Regions from separate parts of the Mus musculus genome. Here all the other regions are linked to region 2. A link is a contact called in public promoter capture Hi-C and targeted proximity ligation data. All regions are on one chromosome and are shown on one strand. The core of a region is the stretch at or near the end of the contact, and the rest is flanking DNA. Distances in the headings are between cores, read along the strand shown.

Region 1 (2,711 bases), core at 50-2,549, 820 kb before region 2:
GGTTTCTAGAACGAGATGGGTGCTGAGGCTGCCACGGAGATAAGAGTACAGGGAAACAGACTGGAGCTGAGAGGGATCTGTCTAGAAACCCTAAAATGTGCTCCGCCTAGGGACCAGAAGTGGAGTGGGAGACCTGGTCTTATAAACCAGGACCTCCTCCAGGACCTCCTCCCCCTGTCTCTAGGTAGCAACCCGCAAGTGCACTGAGATGAACTGGCTTTTGTAGAACTCATTTTCCCCCATTTTTCGAGACAGGATTTCTCTGTGTAGCCCTGGCTGTCCTGAAACTCACTCTGTAGACCAGGCTAACCTCCAATTCAGATATCTGCCTGCCTTCCAAGTGCTGGGATTAAAGGTTATACAGGGTTAATTTTATTAGTAATTATAGCCAGTAAGCTATATTTATGTATTATACAACAGTGCATACATATGTAGAGATCAGGTGATAAGGACTAGGTATACTGGTGGTTCCTATCCTGTAATCTCAATGCTTGGGAGGTTGAAGATCAAAGACTGCTGCCAATTTAGACTAGCCTGGACTACAAAGTAAGACCTTGTCTTAACAAACAAACAAAACAAAACCTGGAGCTGGTTCTTTCCTTACACAGTATGGGTGCAGGAGAACGAACTCAGGCTTGGTGGCTCCTGTGTAAATCTTTTACTGCCTCATGAAAAGACAAAGAAGACAGCCTTACTAGATGGGTGCCCCTGCAGATACCTACTTCCAGGCAGAGCTCTGAAAGACTTTAAGTGAAGTCACTAGCTTGTGTGTGGGTGTAGTATGTGGTGAAAAACTGGGGCTGGAGAGAAAGCTAAGTGGTTACAAGCAAGGAACCACAACCATATGTGCAACTAACTCATATTTGCCTGTAAATTTAACTCCAGGGGACCTGATACCTCAGGTCTCAAAGAACATTTGCACTCACACGTACACACCCTCTCCCCACATACACATTATTCAAAACAATAAAAATAAATACACTCCGGGAACAAGAAAAATGGTCATCTGTCTGTCTTATGGACAATGGAAGTAAGGGCCACATACACCTAGCAATCGCTACGATAGAACCTTGGAAACATTCTAATTTAGGATACAGGTCAAAACTGGGAGGCTCTGAGAAAACTGAGAAGATGGGAGTGACAGAAGGGGTTAACGGGAGAATCTGCAAGACAGGGTAGACTGAGAGAAGACTATCCCGACATCTTCCGAAAAACCGTTCACAGAGCTGAGCGGTGTCTCACTAGCTCCGTCCCGGAAGTGGTCCTTCATCAGCTCCGGGTGCCCGGAGCAAAATCTCCGAACTCCCGGAAGTCGCTCTGCGGCTACTCGCCCGGCCGGGGCCCGTACAAGCTCCAGCTTCGGGCGAACCCGGCCCGGGCATCGTCATGACCAGCGAACTAGACATTTTCGTGGGGAACACGACCCTTATAGATGAAGACGTGTATCGCCTCTGGCTGGATGGTTACTCAGGTCTGTGAGCCGCCCTCCCGGGAAGCTGTTGTTGGGGATCGGGAAGAGGGGGCGTGGCTAGGATTTAGGCTTGGTTTAGGGAAGTGGACAGACTGCGGGAAGTCGGGGAAGTGTAAGGATTGGAGGTGGAGGTGGAACCCCTGGAGGGCCTCTAGGGTCTTATGGTAGCGCCCACTCCTCAGTGAACGATGCAGTGGCTCTGCGAGTACGCTCCGGAATCTTGGAGCAGACGGGAGCCACCACAGGAGTGCTGCAGAGCGACACCATGGACCACTACCGCACCTTTCACATGCTTGAGCGTCTGCTGCACGCGCCGCCGAAGCTGCTGCACCAGCTCATCTTCCAGATTCCTCCCTCCCGACAGACACTCCTCATCGAGAGGTGCTCACCAGGGGTGGGGGACGGGGGTGGGTACTGGCAGGGATGTCAGTCAATCTGACTTATACCCATTTTGTAGACTGAAGCTGAGTCTGGGGGGAGGGTATTGGGATATACACAGGGGTAGATGGGGTGAACTCAGGAAATTAGAAAATTGAGAACAAGAGAAACCAATTCCAAACTCCCTTCTCCTTCCCTAATGGATCACCAATAATGACCTGTGCCTCCACAAGGTACTACACCTTTGATGAGGCCTTTGTTCGGGAGGTCTTGGGCAAGAAGCTGTCCAAGGGTACCAAGAAAGACCTGGATGACATCAGCACCAAAACAGGAATTACTCTCAAGAGCTGCCGGAGGCAGGTGGGTTCTACACATAACACCACTACCTGTCTAGCCCACCTCTGGATCCTTCTTACTACTCTAGCCCCACCTCTAGCCCGTGGTCTAGCCCATGATTGTGGAACCAGTTCCTTCTTCATATAAACCCTCTCCTCCCTCCACCTCCCCTCTGGCCAGGCGGACCAGGCTTAGGCTCAGTCTGACCGTGGCTTTCCTTTGCTTATAGATTTTCATTGGCTCCCACTGTCCTCGACCTTCAGACTCAGGTTGGGTCACTATAGACCTCTCTGGACTTAACATTTCTTGAGCCCCAAGTTTGTTTTTGTTCATGGTACTCCTGCCTAGAAGATGCTGTTCTTGGCCACATCTATCCCTTGAAATCGACAAGGGAGCTAGATCCTACCTTATCCATGAGCCGTTTTGGTAGCATTCATGCCTTGTCTTTAAGGGAGAAGTACCAGGGTGTAAACTGGGCGCAGATGGCTATGGGTATGGGTCTGGGCTCTTGCTACAACCTTTATAG
Region 2 (2,700 bases), core at 189-2,688:
CTGTTTTCTCCCCGCCTAACCCCACATAGGTGTCTAGCTCACAGGCTTCCAAATCAAAGTTTTCAAGTGGGATCCAAGGCTTTCAAGTTCCCATGATTTTCTGTTGGCTCTAGTGCTGTTGGGGATGGGCCCTACTGGCTTGTGCACGCTAAGCAAGTGCTTCTACCACTAAGCTATGAATTTAGCCTCATCGATAAATATTTTGTCTTTTTTTTTTTTTCTTTTAAGACAGCGTCTGTTGTCGAGGCTGGCCTCAAATCGATGGGTTCAAGTGATCCTCCAACCTTTCCAAACAGTTGAGACCACAACTGTGTGCTAAACAACTCCTCCGGTGCCTTTTAGACTTCTCCAATGGCCCTTAGATCCTCCTGCCACTTGGGTGACCTGATATTAGTTACCTAACAATCATAGTCCCCAAATCTCTGACATCACCCACTAGACACCAGCAGACACAGCCAAGGGGGCTTAGGTGTGGCCAGGTATGATGGTGGGGAACAGCTACCAACTGGAAACAGGTTGGGACTCAGAACGGAACAAGAGATGGTACTGGTGGTGTCCCTGACAGGAAAGCGGAAATTTTGGGGCTTTTAATTTCCCCTAAGTTCCCACAACATTTCATTGTTGCTCAACACTGCCCCTCTTCCTTACAAAGGGTATTTCCGATTTCACTTCCTCCAAACTCATCTAGCCAGAAAGCTGCAACTTTTTACCCCATTCCGCAGCTGGCACCGCCTTGGTGAAAACTCCCCGCTAGGTCACGTCAATTGTTTCCATTGCCGTGTCCCTCTCCCATCAGTCTGAGTGGAGTCCCAGCGCACTCTTCCTCCTTCCTTACCGATATTCCTCTTCCCGGTGTCCTGTACTCCCTCGGCTTTCCCTATTCCCGCTGTCCTGTCCCTCTCCAGAGTCGCTAAAAGACCAAAGGGTGAGGCTCCCGATGCTTTTGGGAGTTCCTAGCCAGCGGAAACACTGCAGTTGGGGAGCGCAGCTGAAGTACTTGGGGGTGTCCGGAAGCCCACACGTGCTAGATGGTGCTCAGACTTAGTACATCTCGACGCCAGACTCTGGCACCCGCGACCGCCACACTTCCACGAGCCATCCCTCGAGGGGCGGAGCAAAACAGGTGCGGTTGCCAAGGCACCGCAGCCACGAGCTCGCGATATTTGAAATCAGCTAATGGGAAGCAGAAGAGGACGTGGCACGCGAATGGGGCGGGGCCTGGAGGGCTCTTCCCCCGCCTCCTCTCGGGCCAGCCTCGAGGCGGCGGCCAGCGTGCGGGAACGCCGGGCTCCGGCTTATTATAAAGGGGCGGCTCGACGAGGTTCGCGCGACCCTCGGCAGAGGGCGCTGTCGTGGTCCTCACGCCGGCCCTCGAGCCTGCGCCTGCGCGGTGCGGGCAGCGCCCCGCCCCCTGCCCCTCTGCCCTCCGCCGGCCGGCCGGCCCCTCCTCGGCCGCGCGCCCCAGTCCCGCTCAGCCACCGCTCCGTCCTGTAGCAGCCAGCCCCGTCTCCGGCATCATGTTCAGCTGGGTGAGCAAGGATGCCCGCCGCAAGAAGGAGCCGGAGCTCTTCCAGACGGTGGCCGAGGGGCTGCGGCAGCTGTACGCGCAGAAGCTGCTGCCGCTGGAGGAGCACTATCGCTTCCACGAGTTCCACTCGCCCGCGCTGGAGGACGCTGACTTCGACAACAAGCCGATGGTGCTCCTGGTCGGCCAGTACAGCACCGGCAAGACCACCTTCATCCGCCACCTGATCGAGCAGGACTTCCCGGGGATGCGCATCGGGCCGGAGCCCACCACCGACTCCTTCATCGCGGTCATGCACGGCCCCACCGAGGGCGTGGTGCCCGGCAACGCGCTCGTCGTGGACCCGCGGCGCCCCTTCCGCAAGCTCAACGCCTTCGGCAACGCCTTCCTCAACAGGTACCCACCCCTTGCCCCCCAGCGCGAGGATACCAAAGGCCTCCGGAGCCATTGCCCCCAGCCGGCCTTTGTCTCCGAGAGCCCCCGCCAGACCCTAGGCGACCACTCCCAGGGACACCGGCTTTGCTGCGTCCCACTAACTACCCGAGAGAAGTTAGAGACTAGGCATCGTCCACTCTTCTGGCTTCTGTCATTCCCAGAACCTTCCAGGTTTTCAGTTTAACTCTCACATCCTCCTGCAGACCCCAGACCTACTTCCCACAGAGCGGGGGGCTGCTGTGAGAAGATGAACCATTGCTGTCCCCCCTTTCTTGTTCCTCATTCTGGAGGCACCCAGCTCATTCTCATGAATCCCCCTCCTCCTCTGGGGTCCGTTTTTAAAGTGTGTGTCCTGGGAAACCTCGAGACTTAGATGTTCCTTTTGCTAGTGTGTCACTCTCTGCGTCACATCTCCAGGGACCAGTGGTTTTGTGTAGGAAGGGCGCGGAGGCTATGCTTTGGTCTGCTGATTTGGGGGCAGCCCCCTTTGAAGGCAGGGGATGAAGGAGTCCCAACACCCCTCCTAAAAGCAGCACTTACGTGAATGCCAAACCAGCCAGGAGTACAGGAGACAACCCTGTCTCAAACACAACAAAACAAAAAAAGCTTAAGTCAGTGTTGCCTCAGGAGACTTCAGGGACTTCAGGGGGTGGTAACACTGTGGCTCCTGAAATGACCAGACCCATAGTCTAGGATAGATTGGATAGACTTCGTGTGTCTCCTGGAGTCTCAGCTTAACC
Region 3 (2,700 bases), core at 50-2,549, 590 kb after region 2:
ACAGTGTAAACAATCGAGTCTCTCTAAAATCAATACCAAGTGCATTATTTTCATGTTACAAAGTTTGGTGCCAGTTCTTGTATATGAATGCATGACAGTGCAACTTCTAATACCTCATTAAAGAAACATTGTTTTAAATTCTATCTTTTATAAGTCCGGTTTCTAGGACAGAAATTACATATTGGGTGGGGGAGCGTGTGGGGGACTTTTGGGATAGCATTGGAAATGTAAATGAAATAAATACCCAATTTAAAAAAAGAAATTACATATTATCCCAATTTAGAGACATATTTCCCTGGGTTGGCTCATGCCATGTGTTCTGTTGCCCAAAATGACTCCAACCCTGAGTTTCCAGGTTTTTTTTTTGGGGGGGGGGGTTGTTTTGTTTTTAATTTATTGACGACCTTCCCCAGTAGAAACACTGTTCCTTTTTTTTTTTTAAGGAAATTTATTGTTATATGTAAGTACACTGTAGCTGTCTTCAGACACACCAGAAGAGGGCATCAGATCTCATTACGATGGTTATGAGCCACCATGTGGTTGCTGGGATTTGAACTCAGGACCTTCAGAAGAGCAGTTGGTACTCTAACCGCTGAGCCATCTCTCCAGCCTGAGTTCCCAGTTTTAAGCCAACTTTCTGTTGCCAATGTTACAAAATTTTAACCATACCCAATAACTTATAAGCCAATAATCTGTAACCACATGCAGAACATATTTATACATTTAGGACCAGTCAGAAAAAAAACATGTAGCAGCTACCCATATTTACATATTTAGGTTAGACAGACAGAATTTTCTTAGTTTTTTTTCTAGCTGTAATTTCTTTTGTTGTTGTTGTTTCAAGACATGGTTTCTCTGTGTAGCCCTGACTGTCCTGGAACTTACTCTGTAGACTAGGCTGGCCTCGAACTCAAAAATCCGCCTGCCTCTGCCTCCCAAGTGCTGGGATTAAAGGCATGTGCCACCACTACCCAGTTCTAGCTGTAATTTCAAGAGAGGAACACCTTGTCACCTTCTAAACCCAATAGTCACAGTCAGATTTTTGTAGGAGAAACAGCTTCCTCACAGAGAAGTTTATGAAACACAGAGCAACAATCAAGAAACAAAATGAAACCACAGACATAAACTGACAGGCATGGACAGACTGGCACTCCAAAGATAGACATTAGCCAAAGAGGGAAGAGAACCAGATGTCTCACCAAAGGGACCCAGAACCAGGACTAGGCAGAGAGGAAGCCAGAGGACTAGGCAGAGAGGAAGCCAGAGGACTAGGCAGAGAGGAAGCAGGCAGGACGTCTCCTGACCTCCTCTTGACCCTAGGAGAGCGCTGGGAACAGCTTACTTTCACTTTCCTTCTCTTTCACCAAAGCGTGAAACACTTCCGGGAGGGGGGTGACTGAAACCCACTTCTCCCTCTCACGTCTAAACTCTCTCTGTCTATGGGAATTTTTTCAGGACCATGTGTTGGATAGTAAGTACCCTGTCATCCTCTCTCCTGCTTTCTTCCATGTCTGTAAATTTATCATATCTTCCTCAGGGAACCAGGGACAAATTTCTTTTTTTTTTTTTTTTTTTTTAGTTCTGAGTTTTTATTTATTTTTTTTCCATTTTTTATTAGGTATTTAGCTCATTTACACTTCCAATGCTATACCAAAAGTCCCCCATACCCACCCACCCCCACTCCCCTACCCACCCACTCCCCCTTCTTGGCCCTGGCGTTCCCCTGTACTGGGGCACATAAAGTCTGCGTGTCCAATGGGCCTCTCCAGGGACAAATTTCTATAAAAAGCAGAAACTGGGTAAGCTGTTTTTGACTTATTTTCACTCCTCTAGATTTTAGCCTCTGAGCATATGTACAAAAAGCATTCTATTACCCTGCCCATCTTACACAGGGTTTACTCACCACTGGCCCAGATTTTCTTTATTTTCTTATGCACTGGCTTCCAATTCCTGAGATGTCCTTCACTGAGCCCTCACATTGTGGTAACCACCTGACCCGGCCCACTCAGTCAGTCAACAAGGTCTCCAGGGAGGGATCGAGGATTAAAGAAAGAAAAGACAGTTAGACACGATGATAGTATAACTCTAACAAGCACCAAAGCAGGTTTATTTTTTCCCAAGCTGCTTTTATATCACTCTTAAGTACATGCAAAACAAAGGGTCAGTTCTTGGTCAAGGAAAAACAAGGTATAAACAAAAGTCCCGCAATCATTGTATCCAGACTTTTGAGATGATCAAGATAAAAGGAACACTTTCCTCAGCTGTATTTATCTTGAGCCCACTTTCTTGTCCTAAGCCAATGTCAAATATTCTTGCCAATATCCTTGAAGCAGCACCAAGAGCTCTCTGCATGCTTCAACTGTCCACAATAGCTGATTATGATTTGCCTCGTGCTCTAGCAGAAGCATAGTTTTGCCAGCAGATAATTTCTGTGACTGTGTGATATCTACAATTCTGGGGACTTTTCAGAAGTTACATAAATGCTAGGGTCCCCGTAGGTGGGTTGCTGGTTAGTGGTCATTTTAGGGAAGTTGGTTGTAGCTTGTTAATAGTCATGGTCAAGAAAGAAACAAAAAGAAAGAAATTAGATTCAGGGATTTTCCTAACTCCTCCCTTCTCTCTATCCTTTTTTCTCTCCTGTCTAGTGTTAGGAAGTGAAACGGGGTGGTGGGAGATAAAGGGCGGGAGGAAAAGAACCCA
Region 4 (2,714 bases), core at 178-2,677, 610 kb before region 2:
AAAACAAAAAGAAGAAGAAGAAGAAGATAAATATCTCAAGTGTGACCCCTGTGAAAGGACTGCTCGACCCTCAAAGGGGTCCCAGCACACAGGTTGAGAACTGCTGCTTCTGGACTTGTCAGAGCTGCACCTGCCTACTCTGCCCGTGTGCGTAGGAGTAAGGCAGCCTTGTGAGGGGAGACGGGAGAGGCTCAAGGTCTCACAGGATGTAAGGCTGAAACACCCAAGGCCCCAGGGACCTACTAAGTGCGGAAATGTGGTGAAGCTACACTAGGCAGGTGCAAAAGGTGTGAGAAGGCCGAGCCTACCTCGGCGTGAGCTAGGAATGGAGCCAACAGCTGGGGCAGGGGCAGGCCTCCATTAGTACTTTTTTTTGCATCATCCAGTGGCATCAAGGGGGCCAGGCTGGGAGGGGACAGGGAGCAGCTCCACGGTGCCCCTCAGCTGGGTCTCCAGAACCAAACAAGAGCAGACCTCCTCAGGGTCTTCCTGTCTGTCTGTCTGTCTTCTAGGATAAGCTCTGATGCTGCACTTCATGAGTTCTTTGAAGACTCCTTGGAAACTGAAAGGTGAAGCCAACTATGTCCGTGTGTGAACTGTGCAGGCCCCAGGTCCATAGACCAAGCTGTGGGCACAGACTGAGGCCGCAGTGCCGGGAGGAGCCCTGGGAATGTGTGCAGCCCAGTCCAGGAGCTCCCTCTTGTTCTGGCCCTGCCTTAAGGGGTGTACTTGGGCTCTGCCCCCCACCCCTCATCTTCACACAAGGTCCATTGAGGCCAGGACATTCCTTGCAGCCTGTGTCACTGAGGGGGGAAAAGGGGGGTGCCCCGCCCCCACAGATCCGGAAGGCCTGGCTGCCCCAGGAGGAGGCGCTGGATGCTTCCCAGCACATCTGGAGGTCGTGACCCTATTTCTGTTGCCAGGGAGTGCTGCAGATGTTTCCTCCCAGGCCAGACTCAGGATTGCAAAGGCTGGGAAAGAGGTCACACTGGGAAAAGGGGAGCCCCAGAATAGGGGGAGCCCCACACACTCAGCAGCAGGAGCAGCTGCCAGCATTGCTGAGAAAAGTCCAGAACCAATGAATCCACTCAGTGGAGCTCTGAATCTGCTCATGCAGAGGAGGGAGTGGGAGCTGCCAGCAGGAGACAGAACACTGGACGTGCTGACTCGGGGCTGGACTGGGGCAGGAGGTTGGGTGGGGTACGTGTAGCGAAAGCAGCCAATAGTCCCGTTCCTCCCCACACTACAAGGGTTCACGTCCAGGCTACTTTGTTGGGTATCCAGCCCGAACCTGGTGCCTCCCGATCCCTGATCCCGCCAGTACCTCTCGGGCTCAAGCTGGCCACCGCTGCCTTCCGCACCAAGGTCCCGCTGCCTGCTCACACCGCTCCCGGCGCCTCCGCTCCGCCTGGGGGCGGGGCCAGGATGGAGGCGGTACGTAGTGGAGGGGCGGGACTACCCGGGAGCTGTCTAAGGCGGGAAGCACAGTGGGTGGGGACCTCCGACAGGAACCTAGGCAGCCCCGGACAGCCTGAAGTTCTCTGTCCCAGCCTTCAGCTGCTCTTTTAACTCCCGGTCCTAGCCCAGTCAGTGACTTCACCGAGAAATGGGAACAAATGTACCTGCCTTCCAGACCAATTGGAGCGCTAGAGGCCACTTAGTGTCCTGCTGTGGCTCAGCAGACAGCAGGTATTAGGGCCAGAAACTATTTCACTCTTTAAGGGCTGGGCCAAGCTAGATAACTGATCTACACAGGCTACCATTTATGCAATGGCGAACACCATTAAATCCAGCACTCTGAAGGCAGAGGCAGGTGGATCTGAGGTCAAGGCCAGCCTGATGTACATAGGGAGTACATAGTAAGCCCCTGTCTCAAAAACGAAATAGAATCCTTTCTATTCACCTGTTATTTTCTTTAAGCTTGGAACAAATGAGGTTGAGCAGTCTTTGATCAAGATCAAGGCTGATGGATGTGTGAGCCACCTGGGCATAGAGGACTGCTTGAAAAGCAGAGGCTCAGCTCTCTCCTTTATCCTCTCACTTCTTTCTCCTCTTCCCTTTGTCTTTTCTCTCCTTTCTCTTTCTTCTTCTCTAGCCTTCCCCGTCCCCACACACTCTCTCTCTCTACCTTTTCTCTTCCCCCCTGCATTTCTATAATAAAGCTCTTAAACCATTAAAAAAAAAAAAAAAAAAAGAAAGGCAGAGGCAGGTGAGGAAGGCAGCCCATCCCACCTCATGTCTGCCTGGAGCCCAGCAGTCTGACCCCTTATCCCTCACACTCTTCTGACTTCAGCCTCCCTGCCTCCGGCACCTCTACCAACCTCACCTCGTCCCACAGAAAATAAAACTGCCAACCAAAATCAAAAATAGTGTTATTAATTTGGTGTCTCTGAAGCACAGAAAAAAAAAGAAAGAAAAATGACAAAAGAACGAATGAACCCACCCTTGCCACATATCGGGCCCCAGGTCCAGGCTAAGGAGGCCAGCCTTGGGGGCAGTGCAGGCCCCAGAGGCAAAGTCAGTCCTGGCCATGGGCTCCAATGAGGGACCAGCCCATGGGTTTGGCTCTTAGGGCCTGGCTAGGAGGCTGCTGCCTCAGTTTGGGATCCAGGCCACGGATCAGGGAGAGAAGTCTAGGTCACTGAGTTGTGACACTGAAGTAGCCAGATATCAGGGTGCAGACACCAGAGCCAAAGCCAATCAGTTCTGTAGTC
Region 5 (2,700 bases), core at 136-2,635, 630 kb after region 2:
CATGCCTGTTACCAAACACACACACTAAGTACATGTTTAAAAGTTTTTCTTTTTTCTTCTTTTTATAAAGGGCCTTTAATCCTAACATTCGGGACGCAGAGTCAGACAGATCTCTAGGAGTTTGAGGCCAGTCTGGTCTACACACCAAGTTCCTGGCCAGCCAAGACTATATAGTAAGTCAACCTCTGTCTCTGTGTGCCCCCCCCCTTCCTTCCCTCCCTCCATCCCTCCCTTCCTCTCTCCCTCCCTCTCTCTTTCTCTAAAAATTAAGTCCAAAAACAGGAGAGGGGATAGGTTCAAGAATTCCCAGAAAGATCAAACAGAAGGGCGGGATCGGGGTGAGCATACATAGAGTGGAAACAGAAGTGGAAAAGATCAACCCAGGTCCCCAAGGGACCATGGCTCTTTCAAAAGATGAGATGAAATGGAGTTTAGTACAATCACAAAAGTGCTGGGGCTTTGGGGAAAGGGTTGGAAAAGCTGCCAAGCGGCAAAAGAGGCATTTTAAGAATGTGGGAAATGACATAGCATTCGGTCGCTTGAAAATGGTGGGGACTTGTCCCTGGACGTGGCATAGATGTGAGAGGGCAGCTCAAGAAATGTCCCAGGACGGAGAAGCAGAGACAGGGTCTTACAAAAAACATGACAAGAAGAAACGTCAAGGAGGACAGCCCGAGACCCCGCGTGGAACCCAAAGAGACGCGATAGGCTGGACCCAGGAAAGGTAAAACCGGTCACCTTGATCGGGGCCATGGTCACCGCGGAGCTGCTGAAGCTGCGGGCTCCGCCACACTCCCAACCTGCTTCTTTCCGGCCTGCTCTGCCTGCCAAGCACGTCGATGCACGGAGCACAGAACTGGCTTTGCAGCCCAGGACTCGAAGCCCCAGCTGTAGCATACCCGCCCCGCTGCCGCAGCCCACCCGCAGATGGCTCTGCCCACAGGAGGTGGATGCAGGGACAGCTCCGCCCACGCCGCACGTCCCACGTCGCAGCCACAGCGCCGGCTTAGAGGGGCAGGGCCGTGACGCACTACGACGCGGCGGGGCTCTCAGGGCTCGCACACCTTCTTCAATCGCAGAAAGAGGTGCCTGGTTTACCGACGTGACAGTTCGTGACCCATAGCCGCAAACAGAGGTCGGGGATGATCTGGCTGAGCCTCAAATGTGTTCGTTTTACCTGCGCCGTAACGCAGCCGGTTTACACGTGACTTGCATAGTGTGTACTCTCTTCAGCGAGCGGGATTCGGCGTAAGCCTTTGCAGTCTCCCCGAGAAACGCTTCCGGTACCAGGACGTGACCCAACACAGTCCTTCCGATCTCGGCTGCCGCCAAGCCCCCCAAAAGGTCCCCTAAGTCGGCCACTTCCGGTCCGGCGAAGAGTTCAACGGCTTCAAAGCGGAAGTGGTAGAAAGGAGAAGTGTGGACTCCTTCCGGTTCCGGCCTCACGCGCTCCGCTGTGACAACATGAAACTGCTCACCCACAATCTCCTAAGCTCCCATGTGCGGGGCGTGGGCACGCGTGGCTTCCCGCTGCGCCTGCAGGTAACTGCACAAGGGTTCATCGCCCATATAGTTCAGGGTGGAGCCTCCGGGACCCGGACCTACCTCGCTAAACCTTTTTACCGCCCCCCCCCCCCCGCAGGCCACTGAGGTCCGCATCAACCCCGTGGAGTTCAACCCGGAGTTCGTGGCGCGGATGATCCCCAAAGTGGAGTGGGCGGCGCTTGTGCAGGCAGCGGACACCGTAAGGACCCCGCCCCTTCTGTCGCCCCTTGGGGGCGGGCTCAGGCTCTGAGCCTCTTCCCTGCCCGGACGGCCTCGGTGTTCGTGTGCCCACTGACCACGTACGCTTCCTTTCCACAGTTAAACTTGGCCGAGGTACCCAAAGAGCCGACTGAAGGCTATGAGCACGACGAGACATTTTTGAGGAAGATGCACCACGTGTTGCTTGAGGTGAGAATCCTTGGGCATCGCCTGCCCAGACCTCCCACTGAGGCTACCGGTGCTTAGCTTTGTCCTGCTCCCCTGCAGGTTGATGTACTGGAGGGCACCCTGCAATGCCCAGAATCTGGTCGTCTTTTCCCCATCAGCCGCGGGATCCCCAATATGCTGTTGAATGATGAGGAGACTGAGACGTAACCTTGCTAGCCGCCACTTTGGTATTTTGTTGACTGTGTGTTTCTGTTGTACGGTCTGTTAAATAGACGTGTCATGTGTGACCCCCAAACTCCCCCCAGTGACTCACCGACCACCGTGTACTTGAGCTCCATAGTATATTTTTTTTCTCATTAAAGGTTCAAAACCAAAAGCGGTTTCTCTTTGCAGCAAATATACATTAAAATAGAGTCTCTGTACAGCCAAGGGCTCTGGGCCCTGGCTTGCCCCATGGCCCTGCGCCTCCCTGGCCAAACCCAAAAATAAATATAGTGTTATTGCTCTGCAGGGCATAGAGGCAGTGCTGTCCCCCACCCCTTGAGGTGGGAGCTGATAGGGGGCCCTGGCCACCCCTGGGGTCCAGGGGCTGGAGCCTGCTTGGAGTTATTGCTTCAAGGGGGGGCAATAATGCCCAATGCGGATGAGGAGAGGAGCGAAGGGACGGGGCCTTTGCTTTCCAAGCCCCCCTCTGCTCCGGAGAGGAGATCGGATTAAGCAGCAGCAAAAGCATCACCCAGTGGGAGCCGGCGGCCTCCATCCCTTCCC
Region 6 (2,700 bases), core at 76-2,575, 590 kb before region 2:
ATGACAGCTACCACCAGGCAGTACACTCCAGCCACCATCAGGCTGGGGGGCAGGACCTGGAGATGACAGTTAAGTTGGATCCTTTCTCACAAAACCCTTGCTCCCTTGAGGGTGTACCTGCCACCACTGTAAAGAACTAGGATTCATCGGTTTACAAAACTTCATCACCCCTTCATGCAACAGTACAAAGAGCCCTGTTAGGGGTAGCCCTCTGTTTAACCGGGTAGATTAAATGAGGCGCTCAAGGTCACTCCATGCAGAAAAGACTTGGTCTTTCCTCTATATAAAACCAAAGTAAACTCTACAGTGAACTCTACAGTGACTCGCTTCACTCCACGCCCCAGGACTCAAGATGCCCATCCCTCCAGACTACACTCCCTCTCGCCATAGTTACAGGTGGTGGCAGCCTCTCACCATGTACAGCAAGAAGGGAAAGATGAGCAAGAAGATCCAGACATAGAGATGGAAGCAGTTGGAGAAGGTGCTCTGATGCGGATCGAAGAACCATCCCCCAGTGAGCGAGGCCCACACCCCCTGGCGCAGGATCTGCAACACCTGAGACCCCATGGCCCAGCCGCTGCTGCGCACGCCCTCCTCCCGGGACCCTCATGGGGGCGGCCCCCGGCCCATGCCCCGCTGGCGCCCGAGGGTCCCGGGGTCCGACTTAGATTTCACGCCATGGCCTCCCCCAGACGGGGGAGGGGATTGGTAGGGTGAGGGCACAGGCAGGGGGCGGGGCCGGCCCAGGCAGTCAGCGGATCAGGCCGGGATACTGGGGTGGGACTGCATCAGAGGCGGGGCCTGGGCCCCCTCCGGTGGCCCAGAACTGTTGTAAAGCGCCGAGCCTGAAAGCAGGCGCAGGGCAAGGGCTGGGCACCCGTCGGCGGCATCCAGAGGTGGGCGTGGAATAGGTGCTCTCGGAGTGCCAGTGATAGGTCCCTTGGCTCCGGACCGGAGAAATCCTTGGGACCCTGAGGTCCACTTCCGGGGTCGCAGGTCACTCGCTTGGGGCTCTGCGTTCGCCCCGCTTCTACCGGTGCCGGCGCAAAGGGGAGGCCGGAAGAAGGAGCCGCGAGCTGCCAGCCTGCACTGGCGCATGCGCCCGTTAGAACCTGTTGGGACCCGGAAAAGGAAAACCTGGCGGCAGAAGTGCGCAAGCGCGGAGAAGTAGCGAAGTGACGGGATGCAGAGGTATCTTAGGCGCGCGCGCAGTCAAATTCTAGAGCCACCAAAATATGGGACGGCCGGGTGAGTCGCCATTGGGTAACGACTTGATGACTGGCGCAAAGCTTTTCCAATGCGTTACAGGAGGCGGGGAAAAGCTGGAGAATGGGACTCCTCACGGCTACTTCCAGTTTGCGTTACCGGGTCACACCCCCGACTTGGGCCGCCTCTCCTTAGTGCGAGACCGTAAATCATGGTTGTCGCTTGGCTTACGCCTCTACTTCCGGGTCAGAGCTTAGCCGAAGCAGAGAGTGATCCTGATCAGGCCTGAGTAGTCGAACAGGATGACATAGGCTTTCTTAAAGTAACAGACACAGGACAAGTGATGAACTAACGAAGAGGTTGTTGAAGGCCCTTCAACTCTGAATCTAATCCCGGGCAAAGTTCTGAACGACAGTTTCAGGTTTTTGCCTCTCGGGTGAAAGGAAGATAATTTTAAATGGTTCCAAGAGCTTCAAGTGTAAGCCGATTTTGAAGTCCCAAACTTCTCTGTTCACATCCCCCTCTAGCACTGAAAAGCAGGGTATCTTGTTATTTCATATATGGAAAGAACGAATCTTAAAGAGCTCTGCAACTTCGTAGCCAAGACCAGATTTTGGTTTTGAGGCAATCACAAGGGTGATTTGGCTGATGAGAATTCAGACACAAGGATTCTTCTCTGTCTTTGCAGAGATCCACTTCGACCGTGAGCAGAGGAGCACCTAACGTAAGGCTTAGAGTTGTGCCGGTGTGTTTGGGGGCGGGGGAGGCGGGAGGAACTACCTGGCCCGCCTTCTACCTCTCTTGGCCAACCTCCCCGGGAACTCCCGTGCACAGCTGCCGGGAGCCTCCGGGAGGGGAGCGGTGCAACCCGCCCACGTCATCTGATGCTGTTTCCTGCAGGAGGGAGAAGAGCGGAAAAAAGTGAAACTCCACCCTCCACCTCTGCCTCCCGCCCCCGGGGCCAAAGTACAAAGGGAGGAGGAAGAAGGGACCGGGGTCGGAGCTGTCGGGGCCCAAGGCACTAGCCCAAGAAGAGGTAGCTTCGGCTCAACTGGGGACTTTCTCTTACCTCTTGTGCCTGGAGACAACAACCAGAGTCCGGGCGCTGACCCTGGCAGGCCCCACCTTACGGTAGGCGGGCGCTGAAGCCAGGTTCCCAGGACTACTTCGGAACTGAGGGACTCTGCTGCTCCAATTCAGCCATGGTGAGGCGCCGGAGGCCAGTGGGCCCCACCCCTCCAGCCTGACCACACTGCCCTTGGTGCCCTCCTCCAAAAGCCCGAGATGCGGGGGGCCGGGAGGCGACACTCCTGGCTCCCCAGAGAGGCGTGGGTCTGGGGCTGAGGGCCAGGGCCCGGATGCCCAGGTTCCGGCTCTAGGGCCTCACAAGCCAGCGGGGGTGGATACCACGGGCACCCGAAGAAGGTCCCCCACACATTCCAACGCCGGCTCCCTGCCATGGAGCCCTTGAAGAACCTCTTCCTCAAGAGCCCG
Region 7 (2,700 bases), core at 79-2,578, 560 kb after region 2:
GAACCTCAGCCTCCTTGAAGTACTGGCGCTGGTAGAGGTGAGTGAACATCTCACCACCGCTCACGTAGTCTGGGAGTGAGGAGACGTTGAAATGTTTCCCTACAAGGTAGCCTAATCTAACTCCCGTCCCTCTCCAAAGCTGAGATGTGACAGGCCCTCACCCAGGATGAGGTGCAGCTTGGCATCCGTCTGGAAGGCGTAGTGCAGTGTGACCAGGAAGGGTGCTTGGCGAACCAGCTCCAGCACCGAGCGTTCGGTGCGGGTATGCTCCTGTGTCTTCGCGCGCTGCACCAACGCCGCCTTGCGTAGCACCTTCATGGCATAGAGCTTGCCCGCGTCGTGCCCACCCGTCTTCCGCACCAGGAACACCTTCCCATAGGCTGTGGGAGCAGCAAGCAAGCGGTTGGAAGGTGGGCTGTAAGTGCGAGGGCGGTGCAGACTGGTGGGAAGGGGGGTGCAAAAGGCTGACAGAGCCTTCTAAGGAGAAGGTGAGCCCTCCCTGGAGGGTGCTCGGTTAAGCCTGAAAAGCAATTTGCAGTGCAAACTAGCCTGGGGAGCTTGCAACTCCAGAAGGCCTGCGGGGCGGGGAAGGGGCGGGGCACGTGCAAACCTGGGATGATCAAGAGAGCTGAGAAAAGATGAAAACGCTGGCACCGGAGGCAGAGGCGCGCTCCCAGTCAGCGGAGGGATGTGCAAACCCGGACTGGGGAATTTGCAAAATACAAGAGTGGGGCTCGCAAGGGAAGATGGGGAGAGAAGCTGTGCAAAGCTCTTGGGAGGGAGTCAAAACCCCAAAGAGGCTAGGAAATCGCGGCAGGGGGCACGCACGCATAGGACTTTGCAGAGAAGAGTCCTGTCAACGTGGACGCCCGGCAAGTAGGCTCGGAACCCTGGTACGGTAGGGCGGGGCGGGCAAGGGGAGCTATGCCGGGAAAGGGTGGGGGGACCTCCCCAGCAACCAGGCCCAGGCCCAGGTCCAGGCGAGTGGGCGGGCAGAAGGCCCAAAGCACCATGCCAGTGAAAGCGGTTTCTCACCTCCCGTGCCCAGCACCTTGAGCAGCGCGAAGTTCTCCACGCTCACCTTCTCCTCATGCCCGGTGAGGTTGGCTGCGGACACAGGGGGGCGAGTGAGCCCAGAGGGTCGCTGACTCTTGCCACCCGTCCGGGAGAGCCGCCTCGGGATCCGGCACCCACCTTCGGTGATCTGCAGCTCCACGGCGCAGCCCTCGTCCTCATCCTCGTCTCCCATGGCGGGCGGGTCGCTGGGGCCCGCGCGGCTGGGGCTACGGGCGGCGCCGGTTACATGGCGGCTCCGGCCGGGGCGGGTGCTTCCTGGTGCCGCCTCTGGGGCCGAGCGGGCGCCGGCACCGCCTCCCGGCTCCCAGCCCGCCCCGTGCGGCCTGAGTCAGGCGGCTGGAACGTGACGGAGCGGGGCTGCGGGTGGGAAGCATCAGACGGTGGCAGGGTCTCCTGGCCCCGGGACCAGTGAGAGCCGTGCAGGGCCTTTGGGTGACATGTGGCTGCAGCTGGAGTAAGCCTCCTAGCCAGGTGTCTGTCCAGCAGGATATGGAGGACACTAGAGGTCTGTGTCCCAGGATTTGAGGAGGGCTGCCCACCCAGGCTGATGGAGCCCTCCCTCCCACGTGGCAGCCTTGCCTCTTCTGCTCCTCTTAGCCAACAGACACAAATCACAGCCCACTTCCTTCTTTAGGACCACTCGTTACACTCGTTAAGCTCAGCAAATACACTGGAGATCTTTATATTCCCTGGACACAGGAGCCCTAGGCTCTTGATGCTGGGCCGGCAATGGGCATCCTGAGAGTACACTTCAGAAACAGGAAGCCACTTTACATGGGTAAAGTTGCTTTTGCCCCAAAGGAGACCAACTGAGTTGGATGCCTAGTTCCCTCCCACATGGTAAAAAGAAAGAACCGACTTCCACAAGCTGCCCTTAGATCTAAGTGCCTGCACCTACATACAATGCAAACATATGGCATAATATAAAATAAATGTAATTTCAAAAAGAATTAAAGAGGGAGCCTGCAGGGCTGATTGCACAAGGACCCCACTCCACCTTTCCCAGGGAGCCCCACCCTCCCTGGGGCAGCCTCGGGTGCCCTGACTCACATCCTGCCACCCAGCCTAATTGTCCCTGTATTCGTTTGCTTCTTTGTTGCTGTGATAAAACGTTCTGACTTAAAGCAGCTTGGGGAAGGGGCAGTTATTTGGTTTGCAGGCTACAGTCCATAACTGAGGGAAGTCAAGGCAGAAACTCAAGGCTGGAACCTGGAGATCAGAACTGAAGCAGAGACCATGGAGGAGCACTGCTTATGATGAGGAGCACTGCTTATGAGGAGCACTGCTTACTGACTTTCATCCCTTGACTTTTTCAGCTAGCTTTATTACATAACCCAAGCCCATCTAGCTAGGGATGTATCACCCACAGTGACTTAGGCCTTCCTATAATCAATTTGCAATCAAGAAAATGCCTCCACAAATATGCCCATGGGCTAATCTGCTGGAAGCAGTCTCTCAGCTGTGAGGTTCCCTCTACCTAGGTGTCTAGTTTGACAAAAGAACTATGACATTTCACCCCGTCAGCTCGTCTGTGTTAAAGCATAGCCTTTCCTTTCTTATTTGTCCTTAAGGTCTCATGCTAGCATCCCAATATTTTAAGAAGGTAGCATACACCTTTAATCC

Evidence for each region. Promoter capture Hi-C pulls out the DNA fragments that hold promoters and counts their contacts. Capture Hi-C pulls out chosen DNA fragments and counts their contacts.
Region 1: a promoter capture Hi-C map of liver shows a contact between it and region 2, with 4 times the contacts expected there. A contact is called at or near these places in 5 of 39 promoter capture datasets (the SN4741 cell line, embryonic stem cells, liver and 1 more), 2 of 130 datasets of targeted methods (pancreatic cancer cells and trophoblast stem cells) and 2 of 9 other capture datasets (adipose tissue and liver).
Region 3: a contact with region 2 is called in a targeted proximity ligation map of bone marrow-derived dendritic cells, with 4 times the contacts expected there. A contact is called at or near these places in 3 of 130 datasets of targeted methods (bone marrow-derived dendritic cells, embryonic stem cells and pancreatic cancer cells).
Region 4: a contact with region 2 is called in a promoter capture Hi-C map of pre-B cells, with 4 times the contacts expected there. A contact is called at or near these places in 9 of 39 promoter capture datasets (the SN4741 cell line, embryonic stem cells, fetal liver and 5 more), 2 of 130 datasets of targeted methods (large pre-B cells and pancreatic cancer cells) and 1 of 9 other capture datasets (liver).
Region 5: a targeted proximity ligation map of pancreatic cancer cells shows a contact between it and region 2. A contact is called at or near these places in 4 of 130 datasets of targeted methods (extraembryonic endoderm stem cells, large pre-B cells, memory CD8 T cells and 1 more).
Region 6: a targeted proximity ligation map of memory CD8 T cells shows a contact between it and region 2, with 38 read pairs. A contact is called at or near these places in 3 of 39 promoter capture datasets (embryonic stem cells, liver and pre-B cells), 1 of 484 Hi-C or Micro-C datasets (embryonic stem cells), 2 of 130 datasets of targeted methods (memory CD8 T cells and pancreatic cancer cells) and 2 of 9 other capture datasets (adipose tissue and liver).
Region 7: a promoter capture Hi-C map of hippocampal neurons shows a contact between it and region 2, with 4 times the contacts expected there. A contact is called at or near these places in 1 of 39 promoter capture datasets (hippocampal neurons), 1 of 484 Hi-C or Micro-C datasets (B cells) and 3 of 130 datasets of targeted methods (bone marrow-derived dendritic cells, kidney and pancreatic cancer cells).

The regions. Positions count from the first base shown.
Region 1 is chr19:5,459,308-5,462,018 of GRCm38.p6, forward strand. It overlaps Fibp (fibroblast growth factor (acidic) intracellular binding protein), which reads left to right and starts at 1,300. Exons shown (of 10, transcript NM_021438.4): 1 at 1,300-1,471; 2 at 1,654-1,852; 3 at 2,083-2,209. The coding sequence starts at 1,387.
Region 2 is chr19:6,275,458-6,278,157 of GRCm38.p6, forward strand. Ehd1 (EH-domain containing 1) reads left to right here and starts at 1,439. Exons shown (of 5, transcript NM_010119.5): 1 at 1,439-1,921. The coding sequence starts at 1,518. Gm14963 (predicted gene 14963) reads right to left here and starts at 1,121. Exons shown (of 2, transcript NR_168273.1): 1 at 836-1,121.
Region 3 is chr19:6,868,307-6,871,006 of GRCm38.p6, forward strand. No RefSeq gene overlaps it. Among named protein-coding and RNA genes, the nearest start is that of Ccdc88b, 11 kb to the left of the region's middle.
Region 4 is chr19:5,662,280-5,664,993 of GRCm38.p6, forward strand. It overlaps Sipa1 (signal-induced proliferation associated gene 1), which reads right to left and starts at 1,428. Exons shown (of 17, transcript NM_001164480.1): 1 at 1,325-1,428. It overlaps Pcnx3 (pecanex homolog 3), which reads right to left. Exons shown (of 35, transcript NM_144868.3): 35 at 2,356-2,714.
Region 5 is chr19:6,908,721-6,911,420 of GRCm38.p6, forward strand. Prdx5 (peroxiredoxin 5) reads right to left here and starts at 1,386. Exons shown (of 6, transcript NM_012021.3): 1 at 739-1,386. The coding sequence starts at 897. It overlaps Trmt112 (tRNA methyltransferase 11-2), which reads left to right and starts at 978. Exons shown (of 4, transcript NM_001166370.1): 1 at 978-1,542; 2 at 1,643-1,744; 3 at 1,864-1,953; 4 at 2,032-2,308. The coding sequence starts at 1,465. The coding sequence ends at 2,139. It overlaps Esrra (estrogen related receptor, alpha), which reads right to left. Exons shown (of 7, transcript NM_007953.2): 7 at 2,257-2,700.
Region 6 is chr19:5,687,583-5,690,282 of GRCm38.p6, forward strand. It overlaps Pcnx3 (pecanex homolog 3), which reads right to left and starts at 1,326. Exons shown (of 35, transcript NM_144868.3): 1 at 415-1,326; 2 at 1-56. The coding sequence starts at 567. Map3k11 (mitogen-activated protein kinase kinase kinase 11) reads left to right here and starts at 1,549. Exons shown (of 12, transcript NM_022012.3): 1 at 1,549-1,684; 2 at 1,895-1,930; 3 at 2,107-2,700. The coding sequence starts at 2,665.
Region 7 is chr19:6,839,299-6,841,998 of GRCm38.p6, forward strand. Rps6ka4 (ribosomal protein S6 kinase, polypeptide 4) reads right to left here and starts at 1,329. Exons shown (of 18, transcript NM_019924.2): 1 at 1,195-1,329; 2 at 1,036-1,107; 3 at 162-380; 4 at 1-69. The coding sequence starts at 1,249.